5 separate regions of the Mus musculus genome follow, and regions 2, 3, 4 and 5 are each linked to region 1. The links are chromatin contacts, called in public promoter capture Hi-C maps. All regions are on one chromosome and are shown on one strand. Each heading gives the region's core, a stretch centred on a gene start, on an enhancer-like site or on the middle of the called end of the contact. The rest is flanking DNA. Distances are from core to core; before and after follow the strand shown.

Region 1 (4,947 bases), core at 2,170-4,669:
TTTCCCTGATTAAGTCACTGAAGACTGCTGCAGACACACAAGAAGGCTACTCCAGTTTAGTGGAAACACACAGAATAGACACACCTCCCCTGTGCAGTCAAGGGTTCTACTTCTTGCATCCTGCCCAGGAGACTGTCTAGCCCTGGAAGCTGCCCTCTCCCTCTCCAGCTTCTCTCTGCTGCTCACCTTCCTCAGGCCTGCCCTTTGCACTCAGACACATGGCTTTGTGCTGAGACAGTACTTGGAGTGTGATGGGCTGGTTGCAGTGTGGACAATGCTCTGTCCGGCTGCCACAGTGGGACTCATGGACATCCAGATTGCTAAGCTGCACGGCCAGCTCACAGAACTTGCACTTGGCAGGGTGCTGTTGGCTTTCCTTGGTCTGTGGGAAGATGGAGGACATAGACCCAACCTCTAAGGGAACTGAAGTCAATCAAAGAAAATATTGGCAAGGGTCAGAGGCACAGAGTGTCCTTGGGGATTATGAACTCCTTAGACTCATTATTCTAGTTTATTTTCTGTTGCTGTGATAAACATCATGACCAAAAGCAACTTGGGGAGAAAAGGGTTTATTTCATTTTATACTTCAACACCACAGTCTACCATTGAGGGCCAGGACAGGAACTCAAGGAAGGAACCTGGAGGTAGGAATTGAAGCAGAGACCATGGGGGAGTTGCTGCTTACTGGCTTGTTTGGCTTGTTTTCTTTACAATCCAGGACCACCTGGCACAGTGGACTGGGATTTCTCAATTCAGTTATTTATCAGGCAATTGCCTGGAGATGCACCCACAGGACAATCTGATGGAATTCTTCAACCGAGATTCCCTCTTCCCAGGTGTCCACAGCCCATGTCAAATTAGCAGAAATTAACTCATGGATGGTGGAAATCTCCTCTGTCAAGCATGTACATATGTATGTAAGTATGTTTGCATGTATGTATGTTTGTATGTATACATGCATATATGCAAGAATATATTCAGATGCAGATGAATCTGCATCTTTCGGGTAGGATAGTCCTTCATCATTCTCCTGGCCTCTCAGGTGGGGAGATAATGGTGGTGGTGGGAATTTTTATGACTAGCCTCTCTGTCTTTCAACCAGGTTATCCTATTTGCCTATAGAGAAGAATTCACTCCTACTCCAGAAAGGGAGGGCTTGCACAAGCTGCTGACATAGTCCAAACTACTCAAACTGTTCTGGCTAGTTTTATATCAACTTGACTGAAGTGTTTGTTGGGTCAGCTTGAATCTAAATGGATGCCTGAACTTGATTCTCAGAAAGATAAAGCCGCAAGAGACTGACTCAAAAAGGTAGGAAAGAAGACTGAGATGGGCCCTCCTGCCTCCTCCTTACAAGTCTCTGAAGAACAGTTAGCCTTTCTTTATATGGATCCTTTGTTCTGCCAGACCCATAGTCTTGGGGTAGCAAGAAGAAAGGGAGAAACTAGGGACAGCCTCAGGGTAACACAAACAAAAAACAGAGGCCAAACATGGAGGGGCTAAATAACTTACCCACCAGGCCAGGGAAGGCTGGACTCCAGTTGTTGACCCCCCAGGCCTCTGCCCCACCTGCCCACCTGCTCACCTGCTGGTGCACAACTTCCATGTGCTCTTTCATCTTTGACTCTGGGATGGGCTCTTCACATTCTGGGCAAAGGACTATGAAGCGCAGGCAGTGGGCCTCGTGGAGCATGAAGTGGAGAGAGGCCACATTTCTTTTGCTTCAGGATAAAGTGGGGGTGGGGGAGAAAGAAAGGCACAGTGTCTTAGCATAAGACATGACGCCTTGTTGCATACCTGGGGTAAGCTCTTTCCAGGCCTGCGGCCTGGGGAAAACAGTGATGATGCTGATGATGCATTCCTATGCCTGCCAGTGCTGGTGAAACAGATAAGCTCGCCATCAGAAAATAGGTGTGAGGGCACTGTGCCTGGGAGAGGGGGAGGAAGAGGGTACCAGGGCAACAGGCAACTTTCAAGATTGATGATAGATTTCATTTCCTAGATTGTAAGATGGTTTCACAAATAAGTACTGTGTATCAAGATGTATATTTCAAACATGTACAAGTTAGCTAGGGCTGTTGGCACAGGGGTTCAGGAGCCTGAGTCAGGAAGATGGCTAGTTTAAGGCTTATCTGTGCTTATAGAGTAAGTTCAAGATCAGCCTAGGCAACTTAGTGATACTCTGTGTCAAAAGGAAAGGGAAAAACAGAGCCAGGGATAACGCAGCTCAGAGTGCTTGGCTGCTCTGTGCAATGCCCTAGGCTCAGTGCCTGGAACGACTCCTCAGCATCACCCCACAGAGACAGGGTTGGGGGAGGTAAAGTTCTATCCTTTTCCAGTTATCTCCTAGAAAGGCCATCACGAGAACAAGGGAGCACAGCAGTGCAGCTCTGCCCTGACCACACCTCAGACCCTCCAAGGGTTTCCCAACTCTCAAGAGCAAAAGTCCATCCACCACGCTGTCTCCCGTCCCTGGGCTCCCTTGCAGCTACCCAGAGAGCATCTGAGATGCAGGGGAGTCTTGTAGGGCAGGGTGTCCTCCTCTGATAGGCTCATCACCAGGAACGCTGCCAACCCATTCCATCTGCTCATGCTCACGGCAGCTCGGGAGAAAGGAAACAGGCTGTATCCTTAAAGGACCAATTGTTCAGGCCCTGTGATCTGGCTCATGGCCTCCAATTGTTCAGGCCCCTGTGATCTGGTTCATGGCCTCACTGCTGTTAGCCTGATCCAGCTGTCCCCACAACCGCACAGAATGACGTCCTTTGCTCTGTTTGCCCTCTCTGTTTTGCCTGCCTCCATACTCCATAGACCAGAGATCCTGAAAGGTGAAGTGGAACAAAGATCTCTGTGGAGCTTTACCCCAGTTACTGCAACAGGTGGGGTCTGCTGAGGAACCAGCTCTTTTTACTTGGAGGTGTGGTCCTTGCCTCCTGCTCAGCCCTCCATGTTCTATCTCCCAGCTCCTTTGTCAGGCGGAGGACAGGAATAACCCTGGAACATCTCTCAAAGGGTCCTCTCACAGATGGGTGGGAAGACCACGATGCCCCCCACCCCTGCTACGGATCTAAGCTCTGACAGGAATAGCCTGCTAGGGACCAGTCCCTCCATACTTCATGGCTAAAACTAGCCAGCCTGAAATACCCAAGCTAAGAGGGAACAGTGATATTGAGGTACCACTGAGCACTCTACTTAGAGATTTGGAACCTCTTCACTCCAGAGGTTCCAGTCCCCTTCGGCTTGCCCTCTGGTGTTGTACTTCATCCCCATCACTTCAGAATTTGTTTGCTCTGCCCTGCCCCTCTGTCTGGCCAGCCCTGGAGAAAATGCCTTCTTACCAGTTCCTGCACACTTGGAAGTCAGCCTCCATGGTCAAGCTTCCTGCAGTGCTTCTGTGGAGTTTCGTTTCTTTGCACACAGGAAAACAAAACTGAAAGTGTTTGCCCAGCCTGACTCACAGCGGCAGGGAGGAGACTTCAAAAATTCTCAGCTCAGGGCGGTTCCCAGATCCTGGCAGCTAGACACTCCCAGAAGGCCATTCTGCAGCATGGGCTAGTCCTCTGTCATGCCCCTTGTCCTGTGCAGCCTCTGTGCTACCGTGACTGTGACCTCCAGGGTGGGCGTTAGCTGTCGGGTTTCCTCTGGGCAGCACAACAATTCCTCCCTTTCTCCCCCTCCCTCCCTGACTGGCTTTGTTTCCATGGGGTCCCTGCCCACTTCTCAACCTGTGACTGACTCCTACTGTTTCTGTCTGGTCTCTCCTGAGATGCTAAGCTTGAGTCTGCTCTCTGAAGAAGAAGCTCCTGCAAGCTCTGTACCCCTGTGTGGGTTCCAGTTTGTGGTGACTTTGAAAACAAAGTCTGTGAGGAACTGAGCAGGGGGTTCTGGGTGCTGGATGCTCAGGCTACAGGGTTTGGGGCAAGTCTTGGGAATGGCCAGGGATAACTGTGTTGTGTCTCCTGAGGTTGTCCTCTGCTGGGAAACAAAACAAAGCAAACAATAATGGCAAACAATAATGTAAGCCAAGATGACAGAAACCATGAGGAGGTCTTGCTATCCCATGCTCACTGGTAAAATCGAGCAGCAAGGGGCTGAATAACCTGCACAGAAGTTCCCAGGTAACGTGGTCCAAGGTGTGACCCTTCTGCCACAGGCACGGAGCTGGAGGAGCTGTGCTCAGATCCAGACAAGATAACCAATTGGGAGCTTGAGTCACCTCAGCCTTCTGGATACTGTCTCCTGGCTGACCGGGTTACACTGGAGCTCCCAGGCAACTTTAAGGTCCAGGTGCTCCTAGAATTTGCATGCAAAACTGCTGCTGTGTCAGTATATGTTTGTTCCAGCGAGGTGCCACAGCCTCAGGCAGTTACCCAACAAGGCTAGCTGACCTCATGAGGTTCAAAGAAAACAAATTGTGTTAAAGGCAGCCCATGTCCAAAATTATCACAGTGCAAAATGATGGAAGTCAGTCGATTTGCTGGTTTCCTGTGTTCATTCCACCACCACCACCCCCCTTCCAAGGAAGAAACAGGGCGTCATTAGATAAATGAAAATGATCAAAGGGTTTTGGAGTAGAGGTAGCGGTATGGCACTTGCCTACCATGCATAAGGCTTTGGGGTTAGGATCTAACACACACACACACACACACACACACACACACACACACACACAGACACACACACACACACACACACATCACAAAGTATATCTCAGTGACAACTGATACATTCACAAATACAGCCGTGTACGGAATAATGATGTTTCTGTCAGCAGTGCAACTGTACATAGCACAGTAGCCATATAAGATTACACCTGAAGAACTGCAGAAGTCTTGTCACCCAGTGATGCTACACACAGCAGTGAATCACTTCCACTTGTGTGCCCTTGGCATGAATGCAGGGTGCAAGAAAGCAGAGAGGTGCGGGAACATGGTCAAGTTGCATTAC
Region 2 (4,931 bases), core at 704-3,203, 750 kb before region 1:
TCCACAGAAAAGGCAACCTGGCAACTGGCCCTTTTGGAAGTCATTCTTTTCAGCAACTCTTCTCCATTTTAACAACTCTTGTTAGGAGGAAGTCTATCTCTGAGGCTCCACAGAGAGGCTTCCAGACGCCAGGCAGGAGCCTGTTCATAACATTAAGTAATTCTGTCAACTCAGGGTATCTATATAAATGAAAATCTAAAGTCTTTTGTGAAAAAAATGTCAAAAATGAGATAGTCACATAACTCCCCAAACCAGACTGGACACATTTCCCACGAAAGGCCACTAGGTGGCGCAAATGCCTCCAGGAGAATGCTTCAGGTCCTGGATCTCTGGGAAAAATACAGGCTAATACAATGAAGAAAGGAGGGGATAAAAACAGAACTAAAGTCTCAGGACTGCAGCTGATACCCTGGACTCTGCATTCAATCTCCAGGCCTTGCTTTCCTCCACAATACCTGTCTTTCTGACTTCTGTTCTCGTGCTTAAGACAATCCAACATTTCTCCAACAAAACAATCCTGTTTCCATCTCTAAGACTTCTGAGCTTGCTGTCCTCCCCGCTAGGAATTACTCCCTTCCAACTGACATGGTCGGCCCCTTTTTGTCATTTGGGGTTCAAGTTGAATCTAACTATCTCAAGGGACTTTCCTGTGCATCCCAACACACACCAACTGCTTCACATCCCTCCTGGCCACTGTGCTTTTTATCCTATTAACAGGGTGTGTGTGTGTGTGTGTGTGTGTGTGTGTGTGTGTGTGTGTGTTTGTTTTTGTAGCACTTAATACAAAAGGGAACTATTTACTTGTCTCCCCTACTAGGGCAACACCAAGAGGGAGTTCGCTCTTAAGCACCTAGGATTACACCAGCACACAGAGAGGTGTGTGATATAAACATGTTAAACTGACTGAATGGATAACACCTGACCTATACACTATCCACTATAACCTATAGATGTTGTCACCAAAGGTATTGTCATTTGTCATCACTACCTTAGCCTTCACTCATAACTTCAAATGTAAAACCAAGCTGCTATCATGTAATTAAAGGAGGGGGCGCAGGGAGTTCACGTTGTATGTGAAAACCGAGCTATCCAGGCCTCAGACCAGCTTTAAGAAGGGGCATGTGACTACCAAACCACAGGCAAAACACTCCTCAGACCCACTGTGGTTAAAGAAAGATCAAATGTCACTGTGTGTCAGAAGCTGGGACCACCGAGAGTAGACGCAGTGAAGGTGCGGGGACGTGAGGACCCTCATCCACAATACCAACACACGAGTGTCTGCTGTTTGACAGGTCTAGCCCTCCCAAGCGAAGAGAGCTGGTTTAAGTGACACCAACTCGGCCGGGGAAGGAGGACCCACCAGGAGACCTGGATGCCGGCGGCACCTAACACTTTCTTTGAGGGCTGATTCAGGTTCTGTTCCCGCCCGCGGCTCCTTTTTATCTCCAACCAAACACAGCTGATTCCGTTCGGGGCCACCGAGGGGCAGCGAGAGGGGTGTCCCCAACTCTCTCCGAGATCCCCCGCCTCTCCAGCGCTCTCTGCACCCATTTCCGGGCGCCCCGGCGTCCTTTCTCTCTGGCGCTCTCCGGGTCATGCGCGGCCCCCGCCTTTCGGCGCTCGCGCCCCTTTCCCGCGTTCCCGGACTTGCGCCAGTGCCGCCGTCCGCCACCTTCCCTGACTCTCCAGGGACACCCGCCCGGCGACCTCCTCAGCCCCCGCCCCTCTCGCCCGTACCGGGAGCAGTTCCTTTAGGGAGCGCCGCACCGGCACGATTTCCAGCTCGCCTTCTTCCACTTCCATGGGCTCCGGCTCGCCACGCTCCAAACCGGACTCCACCTCGGGCGACGGAAGCCCCAAAGCCGGCCCAGCGGGGGCCTCCGCCTTCACAGACACTCGCAGGCCGCGGACGGCCGCCATAGCTGCCAGCCGGCCGCACCACCGAAAGCCCGCCCCTCACTCCCGCCGCCTAGAGCGCCGTCGCCGATGACCACAGAGGAGCACCGCTATCACCTAGAGCGTCGTCTGTTTCTACCAGAAAGCTGTCCTTATCTCTGGCGCCCCCTTGGTGACCTAGGAACCTGGGGCCGGCTTGGGGCGGGACTTCGCGGGGTAGGGGGCGGGACGAAGCAGTGATGGAGGTGGAGCGTCGTCTGAGGTTCCAAAATACCTGCACTTTGAGGACTATACTTCTAAGAACTGCTGAGCGGTTACCGCGATCTATCATCTAGGCAATCTGAGCGTTTACAAAGTTATTTCCGTAGTAAGCTTTGGCTCTGTCAAGTCTTCCAGTAATTGAGCCATATTATGTGGTCAAAATTTTAAACTAGGGCCCAGTGTAGGGGTTACATGCCTATAATCCCAGCAGTCAGGAGTCAGAGGCAGGCACATCTCTAAGTTCCAGGCCATCCAGGGATCCAAGGTAAAACCCTGCCTACATTTAAACTGGAAAGGGATGGTACACGATTGTATTCCCAGCACTTGGGAGATAGAGGCAGGAGGACTAGGGGCTGAAGGTTATCCCCCAATTACACCAAGGGGCAATTGCTAGTTTGAGGCCAGCCTAAACTACAGAAGATCCTATCTTAAAAGGGGAAGAGGGGTGCTTCAAGATCACAGTGACCTACCCAAAGGGCAGAACCAGAGCTTAGACCCATTTTGTCACTTCTGGGAGCTCTACTCATCAGAGACTCACAAGCAAGATTTCCTGCAAATGTTCCTAGTAAGAGTCTGGCTGGGAAAGAGGAAAGGCTTGTTCAGACTTGAAGAAGGGACTTCTTGTCTGTCATGAGTCCTGATTTTGTGTCTCCTCCTGTGTCATATTTAGTTAGCCCTTTCTAGACCTATCTCCCAATCTGAACCAGGAATAGGTAAGACCATATATCTGAGCCCCTAAAAATCTTTTCAGAGAAAGGCAAATCATTCTAAAACAGAAAAAAAAATCACAAGACTCAGATACACTAGGTCACTTTGGGCATGGCACGGAACCTCAGTTCCTTCATCAGAACATAGAACAGTGACACACCTCCACAGAAGAATATAAGGACCGAATGAGCTAGTTATGTGCGGCTGTAAGATCCAAAAGAGGTGATACTGTACATCCAAGCTTTTCTTGAAATGGGTCTGTACCATGGGACAAACAAGATGGAATTCCTTAGAATGGTACCATCAATTGATTGCAATGCAAAGTACAAAATTGGGTTAAAACAATGGATTGTATTTTCTTTTCTCCTGTTCCCCTTCCTTTCTTTCCTTCCGTTTTTCTTTTGCTGTATTAACAATGCAACCCAGAGACTTGAGCATGCTAACAAAGCCCTTTACCAGTGAGCTTTACCCCAGCCCTCTTGTTTTGAGACAGAGTCTTGCTATGTAGCACTGGCTGGCCCACTACTTGCTTTGTAGCTGAGAATGATCTTAAACTCCTAATCCTCCTACCTCTGCCTCCTGCGTGATGGGCTTATAGGCATGTACCACCATGCCTGGCTCCCTAGTGTGTGTTTTATAGAACTGTTTGTGTTTGGGATAGCCAGCTGTGGGTGACAGTCATGAACCCCACCATTACACTATCTTTCTAGGCCTGTGGAGTAGGAGGTAGGAGAAACAAAAGCAGTTAATTACTTAGCCACACAGGCCTCTCTACCTCCTAAAGAGACTTGCAGCTTGAGGATTCAATTCAGAGGGATTTGAAATTACAGTGCAAAGAGGCCTTGGGGCACCCACAGGAGGGGGTGGTTATCAGGCAGTCAACGCTTAAGTTCCCAGGCTGCTACCAGACAGCCCTATACCTTTCTCCTGACTTGGTCCTAACTGTAAGTGACTATTCCTGGTTGTCAACCTGACTATATCTGGAATGAACTACAGTCCAGATTGGAAGGCTTACCTGTGATCAGATCTTGAGGCTGGGAGACACATGTTTCTGACCTGGATCTTGGCATGGAGATCTTGAGTCATTGTGACCATGAGAAGCTTAGGCTCAGATGAGGTAGTACACGCTTTTAATCCCTGGAGACTGAGACAAGGAGATCTCCGAGTTCAAGGTCAGCCTAGGACAAGCAAGTCCCAGATCCAGCAGTGGTGATACACCCCTTTAATCTGGGCCACATCTGCTGGAGGCTCACATGAGGACATTGGAAGAAGGAAGATTCACTCTTCTTTGCCTGCTCGCCCTGTGGGACTGAGCAACTGCTAGATCCTTGGACTTCCATTCACAGCTGCTGCTGACCATTGCTGGGGAGTTGGACTCCAGACTGTAAGTCATCAACAAATTCCCTTACTGTATAGAGACTACCCATAAGTTCTAAGACTCTGGAGAGCCCTGACTAATACACCCAACTTGCTTCTTCTGCCATCCTGTCCACAGTGCAGCCCAATGAGGTGAAACCACAGGGAATTTAGGAGGTGGTAAAGAATTTTCAAAAAGTTACAGTTAGTAGGGCTGGAGAGATGGCTCACCTGGTAAAATCCCTGCAGTGCAAGGACCTGATTCTAAATCCTCAGCACTTGTGTAAAAGCTTGGCAAAGTGACAGCCATCTACCCCAAGTGTTGGAGAAGCAGTGACAGGCAGATCCCTGAACCCACTGGCCAAATCTGGTAGTCCAGATTCACTGAGAGACCCTGTCTCAAAAACTAAGTGAAGATAGATCAGTGGTTACAAGTATACAATGCTCCTTCAGAGGACCTAAGTGTCTAAAATAATAATAAAGAGGAGGAGGCTGGAGAGAGATGGCTCAGTGGTTAGGAGTACATATGCTCTTGCAAAGGACCCAAGTTCAGTCTCCAGCATCCATATCAGGCAGCTCACAACCGCCTACACTCCAGGAGATCTTACACCCTCTCCTGGCCGCTGAGTGAACTGTACTTACATAATCAAGGAAGATATACATCAACCACTGCGTACCCACATGGACACATACATACACCATACTTACAT
Region 3 (4,480 bases), core at 973-3,472, 900 kb before region 1:
AGTTCATTTTAGGGTTGAGCTGGAGCAGGGACAGCCCTGGGACAATGGGCACACCCATACTGTAACAGGAAAACCATTGTTGCTGCTCTTTCTTAGTTGAAAACATCAGTAGGTCCATACCCAGATCAAGCCCTTAGAACTTCAGACTTGAAAAGAGTGCTCAGCAATTCACTCAAAGCCACCCACCCCTGCACCCTACAGCTGAGGAGCCTGAGCCAGAGACGAGCAACCAAGAGAGTCTGTCTCCCTCCAAAACCTTGTATTCTGGCTGCATGGGGTGGAACACAAATGTAATCTCAGCTAAGTGAGGAAGATCCAAGTTTGAGGCCAGCAAGACCCTATCTCCTAACAGAGAGAGGCAGGGGGTGGGGGTGGAGAGAGATCAATTTCACAAGAAAAGGGCAATGCCTGAACCCACTGTACTATAATCCTTGGCCCAGCTCCTCACTTCCCCAGGATCAGAGCCAACTTCTCCATGTCGTAATTCATGAAGTCAAATAGTCATTCTAAGATGCCCTGAGGCCCCAACCAAATTAAATGTGAAGGCCTCTGGGAAAATTAGAAGTGATCCCACAAATTGGACTCTGAACCCCCAAAGAACCGAATACAGACCCTTGGCAAGAGCATTTGAGACATGAAGCTCAAATGTGAGGTACTGCACTCAGTCCAAGTTTCTGGCTGGAGGAAGCCTTAGTGGCCACCTAGTTCAGATCAGAGAACAAGTTGAGGCCAAGAAAAAAGTGAGAGGTTACACTCTCACCTTGACATTCATATCTGTGAATTCACTGACTATAAACTGACCCTTTCAGGAAACAAATAGGAATGGAATCTGAGGCCATTCTGATCCTACTTACATCATCTTCCAACAGAGTCCACTGTCTTTAATTCATTGCATTTGTTTTAAAGGTATGTTTGTGTGTGTGTGTGTGTGTGTGTGTGTGTGTGTGTAGTGTGTGTGTGTGTGTGTATATATATATATATATATATATGTGTGTGTGTGTGTGTGTGTAGTGTGTGTGTGTGTGTATATATATATATGTGTGTGTGTGTGTGTGTGTATGTATATGTATATATATGAATGTATGTGTGTGTGTATATATACTGTATGTGTGTGAACATACATAGTATATATGTGTGTGTATATATGTGTGAATATGTATGTGTATATATTTATATAGTGTGTGTATATATGTGTATACATGTATGTGTGTGTGCACACAAACATGTGTGCCCGTCATGGGGCACATGTGGCAGTCAGGGGGCAGCTTTTCAAAAGTCAGTTCTTTCCTTCCATGGTAGGTTCTGAAGGTAGAATTCAGGTGACCAGGCTCACTCAGCAATTGCTATTACTGCTGAGCCATCCTGTGGACCCCTGGAGATGTACTTTTCTATCTTCTAGTTTTCAAAAGCCAGTGGTTGCAGCGTATAATCATCAGTCTGATTCTTTTCTAAAATGTTCATCAGCTTATCTCAGTGTCTCCCCACCTGCTCTGACAACTTTCCTCCAGAGATGCTCAGCAGGGGCTGGAATTCTTTGAGTAACCAAGTGAAATTATCAGTTTACTTGAACTTCAAAGGCATGAGGTAAGCCTAACGCTACGTCTCATTTCCAGAGCACAACCTGCCTAGGGGGTGGGGTCGGAAATGATGCCTGAACTAGAGGGCACAGGGTCATGAGTGGCGAGCGTGATAGTCAGGCCTGTGGTTATCACTTTGAAAGCAAGTCCTCTCGGCGCAAAGTACAAAAAGTGATGGGCGGATAGTAGAGGGATCCAGCGCCATGGTCAGGGGCCCCAGAAAAGCCGGAGAGCGGGAAGATCGGTGCCAGCAGGTGGGAAAGCTCCCTGGGCAAAATCTAACGGCTTAGCTTGAGCTGCAGCAGGCTTTGAAGCCCTAGAGGAAAGGGCAGCAGGCCTTGGAGGTCCGACAGACTGGGCAATCACGGGTACTTCTTCGCGGGAAGGTGTTGCCCGAGATGCCCCCAGGGTCGTCCCGGGGCGGCAGCTCCAGGGCTCTGCCTCACCTGGGGCCCGGCCACCGCGCTCTCAGTCTCTGCCCTCGCAGCCCGGGCGCAGCTCGCCAGCACCACGAACCCGGATGGGAGGCTGGGTGCAGCCTCCAATAGGGCGGCCTTCACGGACGTGGTGCCCAAGTCGATACCGAGAGTGACAGGTCGCGAAGCCATGGCAGTGGTGACAGCACAGCTCGGTGGCTTGAACCGCACGCCGGGGAACACTTCACTCTGGAGGGCAGTAAGGGGGCGGAGCTTCCTTGTCAATCTTTTAACCACTTCTATTGGTCGAGGAAAGCAAACACCACGCGCTCCCCACAGCGGCCTCCGGTGATAGGTGGAGAGACGACAGAAGGCGGGATCTATTGGTCAGAGGTTCCGGGACAGTGCCTGGGGTCCCAGGGTCTTCACCAGGGAGCACAGGGCTTCAAGGAGACAACAGAGACTTCGAGAACCCTGCTTCCCCTACAAGAGACTAGATCGCCCCTCACATCCGAGCCCCTGTCCCTGCCAAGGTGCCTATGCTCTTCCGCCCTTCCACCCTTCCCTCACCCCTACCAAGCGTTATCCTCCTGTATTCGTGAAAACTACAACTTCCAGAGCTCCTTGCACAGGGCTCGCGGCTTCAAGTCAGGTGGTTCAGGTCAGGTGACAGCTGGCCCCTCTTTCACACAAAGTCGGCGGAGCTCAGAGAGTCCTTACACTCCTAAGCGGTTTCTGGTGCGAGATTGTTGCTTTTGGTGAGGTCTGTCCACCAAGCCTGGGAAGCTGTCAGGTGAGAACCATCGCGACCGGGACAGCTACCCCCTTTTCTGGTATGACACCACCCACCCCAACAGACATTAGCCCCGCACCTCAGAGGGGCAACCTACGCTACCAGAGGGGCAGCGCCTGGGTTTCTAGCTTCTGGCCCCAACCCAGGCCCGCACATCTCTAGGTTTTAGGGCCAGGGTGTTGGTGAGCAAAAGCACGGACACCGACTGACAGCTGGTGTTGGTGGCACTATTCAGTATGTGGCGCCGCCTGAATCTGGCTTAGGAATGTGCAGGTAGGTAACTTGGGGTTGGGGGTAAATTCTGCTAGGACCATTCCAGGAGCTCGTGTTGATTCTCCCAGAGAATGAGAGGGTACCTGGATCTTGCCTTTTTCAATAATATTGAGGAAAATAACAATCTATGCTCTGTGAGAGCTTGCTGGGAGCCCTGGGTGGTAATAGTAATAACATTACCTCATTGTTTCTCAACTTTTTGTTATCTTACCAATCCACCTCAAACTTTTAATACAGCTGGTAAGCTCTATTTTTTTTTATTATGACGTTTGGGAGAGAGATAAGCAATTATTACAGCTATTTTTTCAGACCTCCAGAGCCTATTTTAGCCCCTTTGAGAATGTATGCCTTGTATTTCATCTCACTATAATCCTGTGGTGTAACTACCACTGTCCCTGTTTCCCCATTAAGAAACATAGGTTAATAAGTATTCCAGAATCATACAAGTAAATGGGAAACCTGGGACCTAGATAGTTCATCTCCAGGGAACATATTCCTTGTCCAATCTGTACTATCCCTTGAGGAATGTGGGTCTCCCCACTCTCATGGATTATGGCCAATTAGGTCCACGGGGGACAGGGGGCAGTGGGAGCAGAGACAAAGAGTGGTGGGCATGGTTTTGGAAGCCCTGTGAGTGGGTATGGTGAATGACCACTCCAAGACGAGCTTATAAAGTTTGGGGGACTGAAGGTAGGAACATCCAGGATAGTCAAAGGTCATTGGCTGAGGGCTTGAGGTACTGAAATGCCCCATTAGCATGGGGAAGCATTTCGGGAATCTCAGGTGCTCACCGAACAGGTTCTTATGAAAAGGAAGGGAATTGATCCTTAGGAAGGAATCTTGCTAAGGCTATGTGACAGTCATCAGGTAGAGGCCTGTGTTGGGGCTTCGAATTCCCCAGACAAGGTCAGAGGATGAGAAGTTCCACTTATGCCGAACCCATGGGCTATGCAGTCATGGTGGACCTCCACCTTAATTAACAGTTTTCCCACAGAGGAAGCTCCAGGTTATGGACCAAGAGCAGGACTACCTCAGACACCTGACTAAGGGAAGCTGCCACAGGAGATCTCTTGTGGGGGATAGTAGAGGCTCTTAAAAGTGTGCCATCTGATTGAGGTGTAGAAGATGGTAAACACACACACACACACACACACCAGAAGATGGGCATGGCAAGTCTTGTAACTTTGTCTTGTAACTTTTTACAAGCCTAGTTGTGTGTTTGACCAACTGATCTTTTTAGCATAGTAGGCGCCATCGGTTCTAGGTTTCTCCTTCAGAGATGCCTTAGCCTTTAGCACTGGGGAACATTTTGCTGACAGAGTGTTTGAGTTTCACTTGGAAGCAGTCCATATCTTCCAAGAAGTGATATTCATTTGTTTGTTTATTATATAGCATTCTGCCTACATGTATGCCTGCAGGCC
Region 4 (4,783 bases), core at 2,139-4,638, 700 kb before region 1:
AAACATGCAGGCAAAACACTGATAAACATAAAATAAAAATAATTCCTTTCAGGGTTTGGAGAGATGGTTCAGTGGTTAAGATTACTGATTGTTCTTCCAAAGGTCCTGAGTTCAATTCCCAGCAACCACATGGTGGCTCACAAACATCTGTAATGGGATCTGATGCCTTCTTATGGTGTGTCTGAAGTCAGTGACAGTGTACTCATATACATAAAATAAACTAATCTTTAAAAAATAATGATTACTTTCTTAAAAAAGTTAATTAAAAGGGTGGATATTATTTGAAGTCAGTCTCATGCAAGTTCCAGTCACCAAACAAAACATTCAACCAGAGCCAGACATGGTAGCTCACACATGTATTCTTAGCACTTGGGTTGCAGAGACAGAGGCAGATATCTGTGAGTTTGAAGCCAGAACGAAGTGAGTTCCAGAAGAGCCAGGGCTATGTAGAGAGACCTTGTCTCAAAAATCAAACAAACACAAAATCCAGCTGTCCCCCAACCCCCCACCCCTTGACTGGGTCTCACTGTGTAACCCTGGCTGCCTTAGAGTCTTACAACTCACTATGTAGATCAAGCTTGCCTCAAGCTCACAGAGATCCACCTACTTCTAACTAGCTAGGGTTAAACTCGTACTTCCATACCTGGCCAGTCTAGCCCACTTAAACCCACCTAACGAAGTTTTTACCCTGTGTCCCCTCTGCTTTCCAGCAGGAACGGCTAGACCAGTCTGTCTCATAGCCCAATCCCTCCAACTGGAGCATTTCACCTGTGACATCACCTTAACCCAGGCCAGCAGAGTCTCCATCTTCCAGGGCTTCTTCCCCACTTGCCTTGAATGTACAGGAAGAACATGACCAATAGAGTCCAAAGCCTTAACTTTCCTCCTCTGAGCCTGTTCCAGATCTTGGCATCTCAGCCTCTTGTCTGTTGTCTGCCTGCCTGCCTGCCTGCCTGCCTGCCTGCCTGCCTGCCTGCCTGCCTGCCTAAGTCTAAGGCCACTTTCATCAGAACTGTGTTCCAATGCTTGACTTTGTGTCCCTCTCCACCTCCATGCTGCCCGTCCCCAATGTGGGCTTCACCTTGTCTGGTGCCCAGAGACTGACTCTCTCGTCCCCCCCACCCCCGACTTCCCTGCAGCCCCCACAGGACCAGACAAACATCTAGGAAAGAGGAGGATCCTTATAGCGAAGCCCTTTCCCTTCACAAGGAAAGGTCCTCTCCAACCGCTGTCCTATGTAACAGTGGAGCAAGGCTCAGGAGTTTAACCTGCAGGAGTCATTGTAGCATCTGGCAGTGGCCAGATGAGGGCGACAGAGACAGTAGGTGCCATTGCTGGAGCTAGTAAGCGCCCTAGTTAGTGGGCAGAGAAGCCTGGGTTTGGGGACCTGAAGACCTTGCCTTTGGCTCTGCTGTGTGAACTGGGAATTTTAGCAAGACTAGTTGCATCCCTCACCTCTGATACCCCCACCCTCACACCAACAAGAAACATTTGAAACATTTGAAAATGATAGACCATTTCAGGCCAGAAGAAAGGAAAGAGGGATGGGGTAAGGTTCCTGTCACAGGAGGTATAGATCAGGGCTAAGGGGCAGTAGGGACAGTAGACTATCCCTTTTGTTCTGTCCCTGTGACAGTCAGACACTGCTCCTAGCCACAGTTCTGAAAATAAAGTAGAGAGCCCCTGGGGCCTGAGTAGGGACAACCATTTTGATCTCCCCAAGTGAGAAACAGGCTGGGCTTGAGTAGTGACTTCTCCTTCCTGAGGAACTAGCAAATAATTAATGGTGGACGTTTACGCCCCTCTTGTGCTCAGCAGGAGGCTACTGGTACCCATCAGAAAGTTTCCTGGAAACTTTGTAGGGAGTGGGAAATGAGGAGACAGAGCAAAGGTTCAGGGTTGATTTGCCTAGTGACCTAGAAATTCCAGGGCTCCTCTATGGGCCTTAGTCTTCCTCTTAAGCTTGACCAACTTGATTTGTGACCAAGACATAGCCTGAAATGCAGCTGAAGGATCCTGGCTTTGGCTGCACCTGACTAGCTCTGAATCTTAGGGCATCAGTGAGCAGAAGAAAGGCTACTCTAGGAACTAGATACTCCCAAGAGGCTAGTACCACATGAGTAACTCTTTGGGCTCTTAGTCCCAGTCCCCCCAAATGGGGATTTGCAGAGCCCTCAGAACCACACAACACAGGCAGGCAGGGGTACTGGGCGTTCTCAGGCTCCCATTAGGACCCAACCCTTTTACTGATCTCATAGCCTCTAGAGGCTCTTTTTAGTGTGACTGTAAGTAAGCATGATGCTCCTGACATGTGACACTTCTGGTACCCAGCTACCTCAGACCCAGGGCAGACAGAGACACAGCTGTAAGCTTGCGTAGCCAACCAGGTATATAAAACCACCGGTACATGGCTAAATATATAGGACATGGGCAGTCATAGAATACCATGTTAGCCCACACAACACACATGCAAACACAAGATCCTGCCTGGCCTGCTAGCCTTTGCATGGTTCCCAGGCTAGCCAGATAGCTGAAGGAGACCTGTGCTGCTCTGACCCTGTGCCAGGGAAGGAGATGTCACACTTGGGAATGGAGACTACTTCCTGCTCTGTGTCTCCATCAAGATGCTAAGTGTTCAGAATCCAATTGTCTTTTAGTCCCCCAGGGACCTGGATTTCCCAGGTTGTCCTTTGTTCTGACTGGAGAGACGGGAACAGAGCCTATGTTCTGGCGAGTAAAATGAGGCATTGCTTTGTTTCAGTTGCATGAGGAAAGTTGGAGGTGAAAAGGGCTCTTGCAGGGCGTGCCACTCACTCACTAGAAGGGGCCTTTTACAATGTCCTCAGGACCCACAATGGTGTTGCCCCTTGGTCACCATGCACCCAGAGTAGCGTGTCCTATCCTGCATTGGTGTCTCCATCTTGACAGTAGGTTAACAGGGCCTATTCCTTCTTAAGGCATGGAGGCTCACCAGGAGAGCTTTCCAGTGCTTGGAGAGATGAAGGGTACCCCAGAGCTCTGAGGATTGGCACATGTAGAAGACTGGTGCCCAAAGGTGTTGGGAGGGGGACTTAGACTCACCCAATGACGTAGACCAGAACCACCAACTGGATCAGACGGAAAATGACTCCCACCTTCTTGTTTCGTACCAGCACCATCCGGGGAGTGTCATACTCAAAGAAGAAGGCTGACAGCTCATCCTGCAGCCGCCGAGCCATGGTGGGCCAGAAGGGGCTCAGAGACAAGCCCCCCGCACGGCCTCTGTGGTCAAGGGCAGGCTAGCATCTGTGTCTACAGAGAGAGCAGTGGAGTGGCTGGAGGCTTCCCAGCCCCTTAAGAACAGAGCAGGCCAAGTGGGGCCAGAGTTGGAGGTTCGTTGGTGGGATCTGGGTTAGGAGGGAAAAACCCAGGGTGATCAGAGCAGCTTTTGACTGCTGGCAGGCAGTGGAGTACCGGCCAGTGGTGCCCCGTGAAATAAATTCCCAAAGATAGACAGAGGCGGAGCCAGTGAGGCCACCCAGGCCCAGCCCCACTACCCCTCAAGGCTCCGCCTGGGCCCTGCTGGGCCTCCGGAAACAGGAGCTGCTCTCCGGAAACCACCATGGCCACCAGCCACAGGGCCAGAGATAAAGCTACTGGCTACCCCCACTCCAGGAACCTGACAGGACAGAACTGAAGGGTCTCGCCAGGACAATCCCTCAACACTCTACCTCCATCCCCACCCCCACAGTCTCAGAGTAGACAGTTCAGTCCTGGGGACCTGCAGGAAGATGAACAGAACTGATGTCAAGTCCTGTAGCCTAGAGCTACCCTTGGACACTCCCTCTTCGTCAGTCCCTTCAAGTCCAAGCTTGGTCTATACCCATTAACTTCAGCCTCAGGCTGGCATCTCTATCTGCAACCTTGCTCTCCCTCTGTCTGACCTGCTTGACTGTACTCCTGACACCACTCCCATCCCATCCTTACCACCAGAACAGACAGGGAGGTAGACATCTAGACGAGACTAGGGTCACCTATCCCTAGGGAGTTCTGAGACCCAGCTTGGAAAGCCTGATATTAGGCAGTTGTGTCACTTGTTGAGGGCTTGGGGGCATTGTCTGGCTTTTCTAAGTCTGCTTCTTGTAAAGTGGGACAACATAACACTTTCCCCAGAGTGAAGAAGCCCTTGGGGGACGGTCCCAGAAACCTCCAGGACAGAGAACTAAAATACACTGTTGAATTAGGGTTCAGGTCCAATACAACCCTTGCCTTCCTCAATAGTAAAGCAGACCCTGAGCATAGGGTCCCAAGAACCTGATCAGGCTGGCTCACACTGTGCACCTAGGGTCAGAGGGAAGCATTCTCACCCTGGCCTACTAGAAGAACCAGCCTGAAGCACAGGTCTCCTTGGTAACCTTCACTGCTCTGCACCCCCGGCCAAGCCGACCCACGCTGAGTGCTGATAAGGAATCTTCTTCCTCATGAGCTACTAACAGGGAGCGAATGGCCCCTGGGCCTGGCACCGAACCCTTATGCAAACTGGGCTGCTTTCTGCATGTCCCCTCCCAGCACCCAGGACCAGCCCCAACCTCTTGAATAGAAAACACACACACACACACACACACACACACACACACACACTGACATTCCAGTAGGAACTCTCTCAACTGTCTGACGCCACTGAGCCAGGGTGGTGGGAACCACATCCTTCGCTTTTTTTTTCCTAAGGAGTCAGAGCTTCAGCAGGCTCTGTGACCTTACCCTGACCCCAAACAAAAGGGCATGTCCCTCTCCCAGCTGACTT
Region 5 (4,518 bases), core at 1,976-4,475, 860 kb before region 1:
GACAGCCAGAGCTACACAGAGAAACCCTGTCTCATAAAACAAAACAAAAAACAAACGCAGCAAAAACAGAACAGCAAAAAAGTTTGATTTCTCTTTTTTTTTTAAATGTATGTATGTATGTATGTATGTATGTATGTATGTATTTTATGTGTGTGAGCACTGATGCTGTCTGCAGACACACCAGAAGAGGGCATTAGACACCATTACAGATGGTTATGAGCCCCCATGTGGCTGCTGGAATTTGAACTCAGGACCTCTGGAAGAGCAGTCAGTGCTCTTAACCACTGAGCCATCTCTCCAGCCTATAATATCACACATTTCCAATAAGATACATATTATTAAATTGTGTGTGTGTGTGTGTGTGTGTGTGTGTGTGTGTGTGCTTATATGTGCTTGCGTGTGCTTGTGAGGTCAGGTACAGTTGGAAGTCAGAAGAGTCAGATCCTCTGGGGCTGCAATTACTGGAATTACAGAAGGTTGTAAGCCAATCAGCTGGGAACTGAACTCCTACAGGAACAGCAAGCATGCTGGAGAGAGAGAGCTCAGAGGTTAAGAGTAATGCCTGATCGTCCAGAGGTCTTAAGTTCAGTTCCCAGCAACCACATGGTGCTCTGATGCTCTTCTGCCGCGTAGGAATATATGCAGACAGGATATTGTGTACATAATAAGTATTTAAAAACAAAAAATGGGCTGAAAAGATGGCTCAATGGTTAAGAACACTGACCGCTCTTCCAAAAGTCCTGAGTTCAATTCCCAGCAACCACATGGTGGCTCACAAACATCTGCAATGTGATCTGACGCCCTCTTCTGGTGTATTTGAAGACAACTACAGTGTACTCATATATATTAAAATAAATAAATCTTTTTAAAAGATAAACAAAAACAATAGCAAACAAGCAAAGCCAGCAAGCACTCCTAACCATCCAGACTTCACAACTTCACTCTGGCCCCTAAAAAGATAAGACTTTGAAAATGAGGTGATCTGTGTCACAGGGAGGCTAGCACAGAGCAAAAGCTCCATGCACACAAATTACTAACTCGTAGTTAGCTATCATCCAGCTTAACCATTCTTGGTGAAGCTGGGGAAAGCAGTCAAAGGGGTCAAAGGAGGAAGAAGCCAGTGCCCTGTCATGCCATGAATGATGGCATGCTGGCTCTCGCAGGGAGTCACGAAGGTGTCAACCATTTCCTCATTTCTGGGGCAGAGATGGAGAGCCTGGATCCTAAACTGTCCCATTTACAAGGAACTCTGAAAACGGTGTGGGTTTTTTGTTTTGTTTTGTCGTTGGTGGTGGTGGTGATGGTGGTTTTCAAGACAGTCTCTCTGTGTAAGAACCTTGTCTGTTCTGGAACTTGGCTTTGTAAATCATGCTGTTGCTGAACTGTCAGAGAGATCCGCCCACCTCTGCCTTTTTTTTTTTGTTTTTGTTTTTTGTTTTTTGTTTGTTTGTTTGTTGTTTGGTTTTTCGAGACAGGGTTTCTCTGTATAGCCCTGGCTGTCATGGAACTCACTCTGTAGACCAGGCTGGCCTCAAACTCAGAAATCTGCCTGCCTCTGCCTCCCAAGTGCTGGGATTAAAGGCGTGTGCCACCACTGCCCGGCTTTCACCTCTGCCTCTTGAGTGCTGGGATTAAAAGTGTTTGCCACCACTCGTGGCTCGAAAGTTGTGGTTCTTGAGCACACCTTCCATTTTAGCAGAGAAATGCTGCTCTAGTGCAAAACAAGAAGCAAACATTCAGCATTCGTCTACTCATTTCATACAGATTGCCAAGTGAAATGACATCACAGTGTGACATCACCTCATGGCATCCCCAGACTTCAGGGAGTCAGAAATAGACATTGAGCAAACAACCAATCAAAATGACTTATGGAAGTGCCAGGGAGGGAGAGAGAGGGAGAAATCAAATCTGGATAAGGAAGGATGTTGAAGGAAAACTGGGTGGCCAAGGAACAGCAGTCCAAAGGCCCTGAGGTAGGATACTGCCAAGTGCCTTGGAGCTAAAATTCAGGAAACACTAAGAACACAGCCATTACCCACACTCTGTGCCATTATCACAGCACTCCAGAGGTAAAGGAAGGAGGATATCTGAGTTTGAGGTCAGCCTGCTCTACTGACCAGTTCCAGGATAACCAGGGCTGCACAGAGAAACCCTGCCTGGGAGAGGGGCAGGAGAAGCCATTAGAAAGCAGCAAGGCTAGGCCAGGACTGCCCCCCACCCCCACCCAGGAGCATAATTGCACATCATTTAATGAGGAAAGGAAAGTGAATCGCAGCTGTCCACCGTGGCTGCCTTCCTCTTTTCACCTGTGCCCTCTTTTCTTCCTAGGAGCAAGGGAGACCTCTGACCAAGCTGTTAAATCCCCATCAAACTGCCCGTGGGCTGGTAGGCTTATAGCCTGCTAGATGAGATGGCAATAAGGGAAAACAGTAGAGCATCTGGACGCTGGAATGGCTGCCCCCCTGATTCCCGTGAGCTAACCCTGAGTTCCAGAACATGCCAATCCCATGAGTTGGCCCAACCAAGAGTAAGCCAGTAATGCTCAATGCTTATAAATAACCTGCTGGGTGCCTGGGCCAGCTGTCAAGCTGGACACAGGGAGGCCTCTGGGGGGCAGCTGAAGCCCAGTGTCCTGGCATCCCTGCCTCCTGGTCATGGCTGTAACACTGGAAGCTCCAGTACTGGGAGAAGGAGCTCCTACAGACAGCTTCCAACCAAGGTATCCAGTTGCCGCCGCCCACGTTTAACAAGTCAGTGTCCCCTTTTTACTTTCCCATCCTTACATCCACGGGCTTTAAGGCTGACTCCCCCAAGGCCCCTGTGTCTACACCTTCCCTGCCCCATGTACCCTTGTTTCAAAAAAGTGCCCAAGAACTCACATGAGTAAGTACAACAGGATGGTGAGCTGCAGCACCCGGTAGAGCAGCCCCACCTTCTTGCTCTTGGCGACCACGAACTTTGCTGTCTTGTAGTCGAACAGAGACAACACGAACCCCTTCCAGGCCGCCTGGCCCATGCCTCCAGCTCACTTTGGCCACCGCCGCCGCCTCCCGCTGCCCGGCAGCCAACCGAGCACTCTGTGTGCGCTGCCGCAGTCCCGGGGCGCGCGGCTCCAAAGGGCATGAGCTGGAGAGCAGACGCGCAGACCCGGGCGCGAGCACAGCGCGGCCAGGAGGATCCTGCTGCCGCGGAGAGCCTGACTGCGGCGAGCGCCCAGCCTGGGATGAGGCCGCCTCCGCTGACACGGTGACACCACCGGGCTGTGCCTCCAGCCACTGGCTGTGTGCGGAGGCGAGGAAGAAGGGGAAGGTGCTTTCCAAGGCGTCTCGCCCGCCCCTACCTCCTCCCACGGGACTCGCTCGAAAGGAACCCCGTGGGGAAATAGAGGCAGAATCCGGAAGGGACCCACAGTGCAGGAAGTAAAGGAGGAGGGATAGACAGTAATGACTGTTTTCCCTGTTGTCCTGGCCTCGCTACTCATGCTGTCAGGCAGATGTATAGGTAGGTCCCTGGCTGCCTGTGTGTGCTGTAATCAAGGGGCTTTTCCACCGCTTCTATGGCTGCGGATTTAAACCCTACAAATTTCTAGGGTCAGGGATCAGAGGTCCTAGTCAGGTACTGCGGGGTAGGGAGAGCTAGGCTAGGGCACCAAGGCGTGGGATCCTAACATATGTCTAGAGTATGAATAGTTCCCAAAGAAAAGGAGCCCAATGCCATCGTCTGGGTCTGATCCAACATAGGAGGGAGAAGAGATACCTGGAGCTGCGCTTTGGAACTTGTTATGGGCTGCCGTAGGTTGTCTGTGGTGAGGAACTGTAGGATGAGAGAGGATGTAGGATCCCATTCCTGTGGTATGGGTCGGGTCGTCTATACGCAGTGAGAGGCTGTGTGGTGAGCAGTTACAGGGCTCTATATATGTATACTGATGGGCTATATGTGGTGAGGGGCTGTGTGGTGATCGGCTGTGTTTGTACTGAGGGGTTGGGTGTGGTGAGAGTCCATGTGCCAGGGACTGCGGGGTGAGGAGCCATGCACACTAACTTTCTGCATCACACCACCTCTGCTCCCGACCCTGGCCCTCTTGCCCAATAGGAAGTTCACTCTCTGAAACGACAGACTCCAGAAGTTGGAAGAAACGCTTAAGTCCTCCAGGTATAATCTTCTACAAAAAAATAGAAGTTTCAGGAAACAGGTCCCCAGTTTTGCAACACGAAGGAATGACTGTTTTGGTTTGTTTGGCTGTTTGTTTGGTTTGGTTTGTTTATTTTAAATAAAGGCAAATTCCTGGGCTTTGCCCTTGGATTTCCCATTCATTCTAGGAAAGGGCATAGAGTTCTGCATTCTGTTCCTAAAGTGTCATTTGGAAACAATGTGTTGTTATAACTTTTCAAACTCAACCTAACCAGTTCCTCAAAAAGGCTTATTTTCATACATCCTACCCCCACTCCAATCACCTCTGCCCAGCACTTTTTTTTTTTTAATATGGGGTTTCTCTGTGTAACCTTGGCTGTCCTGGAA

The links. Promoter capture Hi-C pulls out the DNA fragments that hold promoters and counts their contacts. Capture Hi-C pulls out chosen DNA fragments and counts their contacts.
Region 2: a contact with region 1 is called in a promoter capture Hi-C map of pre-B cells, with 2.5 times the contacts expected there. The contact joins the promoter of Ncbp3 here to the promoter of Xaf1 in region 1. A contact is called at or near these places in 5 of 39 promoter capture datasets (the 3T3-L1 cell line, the C10 cell line, liver and 2 more).
Region 3: a promoter capture Hi-C map of liver shows a contact between it and region 1, with 5 times the contacts expected there. The contact joins the promoter of Shpk here to the promoter of Xaf1 in region 1. A contact is called at or near these places in 1 of 39 promoter capture datasets (liver), 2 of 484 Hi-C or Micro-C datasets (CD4 T cells and CD8 T cells) and 1 of 9 other capture datasets (liver).
Region 4: a promoter capture Hi-C map of liver shows a contact between it and region 1, with 2.1 times the contacts expected there. The contact joins the promoter of P2rx1 here to the promoter of Xaf1 in region 1. A contact is called at or near these places in 2 of 39 promoter capture datasets (the 3T3-L1 cell line and liver).
Region 5: a contact with region 1 is called in a promoter capture Hi-C map of embryonic stem cells, with 2.1 times the contacts expected there. The contact joins the promoter of P2rx5 here to the promoter of Xaf1 in region 1. A contact is called at or near these places in 3 of 39 promoter capture datasets (embryonic stem cells and liver) and 1 of 9 other capture datasets (liver).

The regions. Positions count from the first base shown.
Region 1 is chr11:72,300,101-72,305,047 of GRCm38.p6, reverse strand. Xaf1 (XIAP associated factor 1) reads right to left here and starts at 3,419. Exons shown (of 6, transcript NM_001037713.4): 1 at 3,339-3,419; 2 at 1,586-1,721; 3 at 187-382. The coding sequence starts at 3,370.
Region 2 is chr11:73,044,889-73,049,819 of GRCm38.p6, reverse strand. It overlaps Ncbp3 (nuclear cap binding subunit 3), which reads right to left and starts at 1,953. Exons shown (of 13, transcript NM_025818.3): 1 at 1,738-1,953. The coding sequence starts at 1,920.
Region 3 is chr11:73,197,224-73,201,703 of GRCm38.p6, reverse strand. Shpk (sedoheptulokinase) reads right to left here and starts at 2,222. Exons shown (of 7, transcript NM_029031.3): 1 at 2,024-2,222. The coding sequence starts at 2,185. It overlaps Ctns (cystinosis, nephropathic), which reads left to right and starts at 2,685. Exons shown (of 11, transcript NM_031251.4): 1 at 2,685-2,786.
Region 4 is chr11:72,997,750-73,002,532 of GRCm38.p6, reverse strand. It overlaps P2rx1 (purinergic receptor P2X, ligand-gated ion channel, 1), which reads right to left and starts at 3,388. Exons shown (of 12, transcript NM_008771.3): 1 at 3,082-3,388. The coding sequence starts at 3,218.
Region 5 is chr11:73,159,095-73,163,612 of GRCm38.p6, reverse strand. P2rx5 (purinergic receptor P2X, ligand-gated ion channel, 5) reads right to left here and starts at 3,225. Exons shown (of 13, transcript NM_033321.4): 1 at 2,880-3,225. The coding sequence starts at 3,016. It overlaps Gm35001 (a long non-coding RNA gene), which reads left to right and starts at 3,403. Exons shown (of 3, transcript XR_388840.2): 1 at 3,403-3,501; 2 at 4,093-4,152.